Regions from separate parts of the Mus musculus genome. Here region 1 is linked to region 2. Evidence: chromatin contacts called from public promoter capture Hi-C data. All regions are on one chromosome and are shown on one strand. The core of a region is the stretch at or near the end of the contact, and the rest is flanking DNA. Distances in the headings are between cores, read along the strand shown.

Evidence for each region. Capture Hi-C pulls out chosen DNA fragments and counts their contacts.
Region 1: a promoter capture Hi-C map of adipose tissue shows a contact between it and region 2. The contact joins the promoter of Crcp here to the promoter of Nupr1l in region 2. A contact is called at or near these places in 23 of 39 promoter capture datasets (the 3T3-L1 cell line, 3T3-L1-derived adipocytes, the C10 cell line and 16 more), 2 of 15 datasets of contacts at CTCF or cohesin (embryonic stem cells and pro-B cells), 29 of 484 Hi-C or Micro-C datasets (the AtT-20 cell line, the C10 cell line, the G1E-ER4 cell line and 17 more), 11 of 115 datasets of contacts at active chromatin or transcription factors (the 230-238 cell line, the HPC-7 cell line, the SCID.adh cell line and 5 more) and 4 of 9 other capture datasets (adipose tissue, liver, macrophages and 1 more).

Annotation. Positions count from the first base shown.
Region 1 is chr5:130,028,013-130,030,712 of GRCm38.p6, reverse strand. It overlaps Crcp (calcitonin gene-related peptide-receptor component protein), which reads right to left and starts at 1,407. Exons shown (of 6, transcript NM_007761.2): 1 at 1,306-1,407. The coding sequence starts at 1,313. It overlaps Gm40334 (a long non-coding RNA gene), which reads left to right and starts at 2,605. Exons shown (of 3, transcript XR_868562.1): 1 at 2,605-2,700.
Region 2 is chr5:129,907,103-129,909,802 of GRCm38.p6, reverse strand. It overlaps Nupr1l (nuclear protein transcriptional regulator 1 like), which reads right to left and starts at 1,263. Exons shown (of 3, transcript NM_026916.3): 1 at 882-1,263. The coding sequence starts at 1,211. The coding sequence ends at 903. It also overlaps a transcript of Zbed5 not described here.

The DNA of each region.
Region 1 (2,700 bases), core at 158-2,657, 120 kb before region 2:
AATGATGACCATAATGATGAGGAGAAGGAAGAAGAGTATATCCCAACAACAGCTGGGGGTACTGTTCAGAAATCTGCCTAGTTGCCAGGCGGTAGTGGCGCACACCTTTAGTCCCAGCACTCAGGAGGCAGAGGCAGATGGATATCTGAGTTCAAGGCCAGCCTGGTCTAAAAAGCGTGGTCCAGGACAGCCAGAGCTCTACCGAAAAACCTTGTCTGGAGGGAGTGGGGGGGAAACTTGGCCTGGTTTTCTGGTTGGTCTTAACTGTCAACTTGAAACAGCTTGGAATCATCAAAAGGAGACGAAGCTTCAATGACAAACTGCCTTTTATCAGGCTGGTCTATGGGCATGTCCATGAGGGATCGTCTTGATTATTAAATGATGCAGGAGGGTACAACCTGGCCAACTGGTGGTGGCACAGGCTTTTAATCCCAGCACTTGGGAGGCAGAGGCAGACGAATTTCTGAGTTTGAGGCCAACCTGGTTTACAAAGTGAGTTCCAGGACAGCCAGGGCTACACAGAGAAACCCTGTCTCAAAAAAACAAACAAACAAACAAACAAACAAAAATTAGAAAATGCCAGAGAGTAAACCAGCCATCAGAGTTCTTGAACTGTTTCTGAAGCTTCGGTTTCCTGCCTCGAGTTCCTGCCCTGACTTCCCTCAATGATGGACTGTGTCCTGGAAGTGTAAGATGTAATAAAAACCTTTCTATTCCTAAATTGCTTTGGTCATGGTGTTTGTCACAGCAACCGAAAGAAAACTAGCACACCCAGTACGATCACAACCCTGGGTACCTTCCTCAAATTTCCAAAATAACAATAGCGATAATGGCTGGCGATGCAGGTCGGTGGCAAAGCCTTTGCCCAGCAAAGTCCTGGGTACCATTTCCACCATCACAAAACGATGATGGTGATGATGCTGGCTGGGAATATGACTCAGTCAGTAGTAGAGTGTTTCCCTAGCGTATGCAAAGTCCACATCCCAAGATAGTAATGATAATGACTGGGACGTTATCTCTGGGTCGCACTACTTCCAGACCGCGTGCACGGTCTTGGGATCCATTCCCAGAACCAAAAGAAAGAAAAAAAGGAAACCTCTCTATCCTTTCAACATTCCCCTCCCCAAAAGATGTGGGAGGCGAGCGAGTTCCCAAGCAGCAGGGTCCCTCCCCTGCCGCCCCACTTCCAGGCACTTCCGGCCCGTGCACCCCGCCCACCCGTCCTGCTCGCGGGTCCCGAGGTCTAGCCGCCGGCCGCTTCGCGGTCCCCAGATGATCCTGGCTTCCCCTGGTCGTGTCGCTTACACTTCCATGTTGCCTCTGCCTCAGCGTACGCAACCGCCGTGAGAAGAGTCTCACGTTGCGCCGGCGCTGCTCTGCTCACCGGTTCCGTGTGTGTGCCGCAAGGCACGCTGGGACCGCCGGGGTGCATGCCGGGATCGCTGCGGGGCACGCCCGGTTCTTCCTTAATTCTAGGTGTCCCTATCCTGGTCTAATTTCAGACTGTCGAGCGTTTTCGTAGTGCAGGTTTTGTTAGGATTTGCCTTGGCCGCATTAAAATCCCTAAACCGGTCATACTGGCTCATACCTGTAAACCCAGCAGTAGAGAGGCTGAGGCAGGAGAAGTGTTAGGAGTTTCTGGCCAGCCTGAGCTACATAATGACTTTCAAGCCATGGGGGCTATTTGAGACTTTGTGTTTTTGTTTTTGTTAAAAACAAAAAACACATGCCGGCCAGTGGTGGCGCACGCCTTTAATCCCAGCACTTGGGAGGCAGAGGCAGGCGGATTTCTGAGTTCGAGGCCAGCCTGGTCTACAAAGTGAGTTCCAGGACAACCAGGGCTACATAGAGAAACCCTGTCTCAAAAAAACAGAAAACAAAACCAAAAAAAAAAAAAAAAAAAAAACCAAACAAAATGAAACAAAACAAAAAACATAAGCCAGGCAAGGTAGCACAAGCCTCTAATTCCAACAAGGGGGAAAGAAGGAGGCAGAGAAAAGAGAAACCCAGTCTCAACAGACAGAAATAGAACTGGGGGAATGGTTTAAGCACGTAGGAAGCTGAGGCAGGTGGAATGCCTTGAGTTTGAGGACAGCTTGGGCAACATGGTGAATTCTAGTCAACGTAGGCTATGTAGAGATCCCGTTTCCCATACAACCGTTAAAAATTGGGAGTTGGGGGGGAGAGACAGATTTTCATTAAGTAGCCTTTCAGACTCAGAGATCTGCCTGCCTCTGCCTCCCAGTGCTGAGATTGGTGTGAGTGTTAAAATGGTTTGCAGGGGATAATGTATTAGAAATAGAGGGTGTCTGGCTGGTATGGTGGCACATGCCTTTAATCCCAGCACTTTGGAGGCAGAGACAGACAGATTTCTGAGTTCTTAGTTCAAGGCAGCCTGGTCTACAGAGTGAGTTCCAGGACAGCCAGGGCTACACAGAGAAACCCTGTCTCAAAAAAACAAAAAGAAAAGAAAACTCTGTCTCATAAAAACCAACACATGTGTGTGTGTGTGTGTGTGTGTGTGTGTGTTCAACAGGTACATCCAAGAATGATGGTATTTGAAAATAAGAAAAAATTAAATTAAAAAATTATCAAGTAAATAAAATGTCATCATAACGTAAGACTGAATGGTGCCCTGTACCTGTCTTGAGGAGAATGGGTCCCACAATGGTGTTCATGGTGTTACTCGCTCAACAGTCT
Region 2 (2,700 bases), core at 14-2,513:
GGTACAAGAAAGGTAACTGAACATGAACCTCTGGGAACTGTGCTTCCGGTTCCTGCCTCTGGGTTCCTGCCCTGACTTCAGGAAGGGCTGTAAGCTTTAAGGTGAAACAACCCCTTTCCTGCCCAAGTTGCAAGCAAAAGTTCACGGTGTTTATTACAGCAATTGGAAGCAAACAAGGAGGAGGGGCAGTTTTGTTTTGGGACAGTGCCTCAAAGAGTGTTCCTGGTTGGCCTCCAATTCCAGCGGTCTCCTGAGCACAGAGGCTGGAGATGGATTACAGGTGTGAGCCACCCTGCCAAGATGGATTTCCTCGGACATTTCCCTATATTTCCAATGTAGACTTTTCTCACACAATTGCAAACTTCCAAACGGTGGAGACTTTCACCAGCAGCCGGGAAACCCCTGGGTCGGGGATCGGGAGCCAGCACAGTTATGATTAACGCTGGGAAGTCTCAGAAGCAGATGACAGGTGAATATGGTGGCCAGACCTGTCATCTCAGGACTAGAGAAGCTGAGGCTTGCTACACACCATGGAATCCTGGGCTACGGGCATCATCAATAAAACAAAACCACACAGCAGGGAATCATGGCCCATGCTTGAAACTTTAGCATTTTAAGGTAAACGCTGGAGGGGTGATGAGTTCGAGGTCAGTTTAGGAGACAGTGTCAGAAATGAGAAGAAAAGGAAAGGAAAAGAGAAGAGAGTAAAAAAAGAATTGGACATTGTGGCTCATGTCTTAGCATCCCAGCCCATCCATGGAAGCTGGATGCAGGACAATCTGGAGTCCAAGGTAATCCTCTGCTACACACTGAGTTCGAGGCCGACCTGAGATATACATTCTACTCCCTACCCAACACCAATGGGCTCCGCCTGCCCATACCCGCTCAAGCGTGGCGTGTGCTCAGGCCAGGCGTGTGCGCGGCCGCGGTTGCAGCTGGCGCTGGCGCCGCTTGCGCTGCCCGTTGAGCAGTATCTGCGCCACCTTGCGCTCGTGGCCGCCGGGCACCGGGTAGTTGGTGCGTAGCTGCTGCTCGCGCCGCGTCCGGCCCTTGCTGCGTCCAGCCCCAGAGGCCGGGAAGTCACGCAGGTAGTAGTAATCCAGGCAGTCGTACACCTCCTCTTCGAAGCCGACGGTGGGCAGCGCCTCCGGCGGCGGCGGGCGGGCTCGAGTCCTTGGGCCGGAGACAGAAGGACGAGTTGGAGGGTCCATCGCCGATGCGCTCCGCCCGCCGCCGCCGCTGGTCACTCCGCCGGAATGCCCCACCCAGTGCTCCTATTGGCTCCGCTGTAGGGAGCGCTCTGTGACCTCACAGGGGGCGTGGCTTCCATGCTTCTTTGTTCCAGATGCGGAATTGTGTTTCTTCGCGGGGTCCGAATTGTAAATAAGTATAATAAACCTGGTTTCGCTGGTTAAAACCTGAAGGGACGGAATTGGGGAATGTGACTCAGTAGAGTGCTAGCATGCACAAAGGCCTGGGTTCCATCCCCATCACTGTATAAGTCAGGTGTGGTTGTGCACACACCTATAATCCTAACACTGCGATAAAAGACGAGGAGCTCTGGCCAAATGAATTTGCTAGCCTAGTTTGGGTTCATTTGTGCAAAAAGAAAACTGGCTTGCTGAATTGCTTTAACTTTGTTCTTGTGACAAGAAAATTCTCTTCACGACATTACTATTTCATTGTTATAACCAAATGTTTGGCAATAATCTGTTTAGGGAAGGTTATTTTTTTGGCTCATCGTTTGAGAATACAATCAGCTAAGACACGGTGGGCAGGATCTTGAGGCTACTTATTCAATCTGCATTCGTCCATTAGGAAGCAAAGAAAGGGGAATTCTAGCATCTTGCTTGTGTTTTTTTTTTTTTTTTTTTTTTGGTACCCCCCCCCCTCCATTTTTATTCAAGTTCCCAGCCTACTGATGATGCAGCTACATTCAAGGTGGGTTGTCTCTCTCCAATCTATAATCTCTGGAAATTCCCTCAACAAATCTACACAAAGGCATGCTTCATAAGTTAAGAAGACAGACTTACTAAACATCACAAGTAGCATGTTAGAGCCAAGGGGCTGGAGAGGGTTTAGTGGTTATGATCTTGCAGAGGATCTGGGTTCTACTCCCAACACTCACATGGTAGCTCAAAACTGTCTACATCTCCAGTCCCAGGGGACCTGAAGCCCTTTTCTGGCTTCCTGGGGCATACATACAAGCAGGCAAAACACTCATTCACACAAATAAATGCATGTAAATGTAAAAGTAATGTGTGTGCACATGGATGTTGTGAGACCCTGGCTTAAAGCATTTCTCCCTGAAAGGTAAACCCCTAAAACATTTCCCCAAGCTTGTTTTCCCTGATCTTTAAAAATACAGCTAGAAAGAAGCTCTTTGTTCTCTATAGCCAGCAAAAGGCTTTTTTGTTTCTATACTGTACAACCAGAGATGCCGGCCTTCCTGTGCCGAGGACACAGAGATAAAAATTCAGAAAGAACTCACTCCCCACTCCTGTCTTGTCACCAAGGACACCCGGAAGAGAAGAACTCCTCCCAACTCCTCCCAATTCCTCAGCTAGCTGTTAAAAGCCCCCTACTGTCACCTCTGGGGTCGAACTCCCCTGCCCTGCGAGGCTCCAGGGGTTCGTCCTCAGCTAGCTGATAATAAAACCTCTTGCAGCTTGCATCAGGTGTGGTTTTCTCTCGGGATGG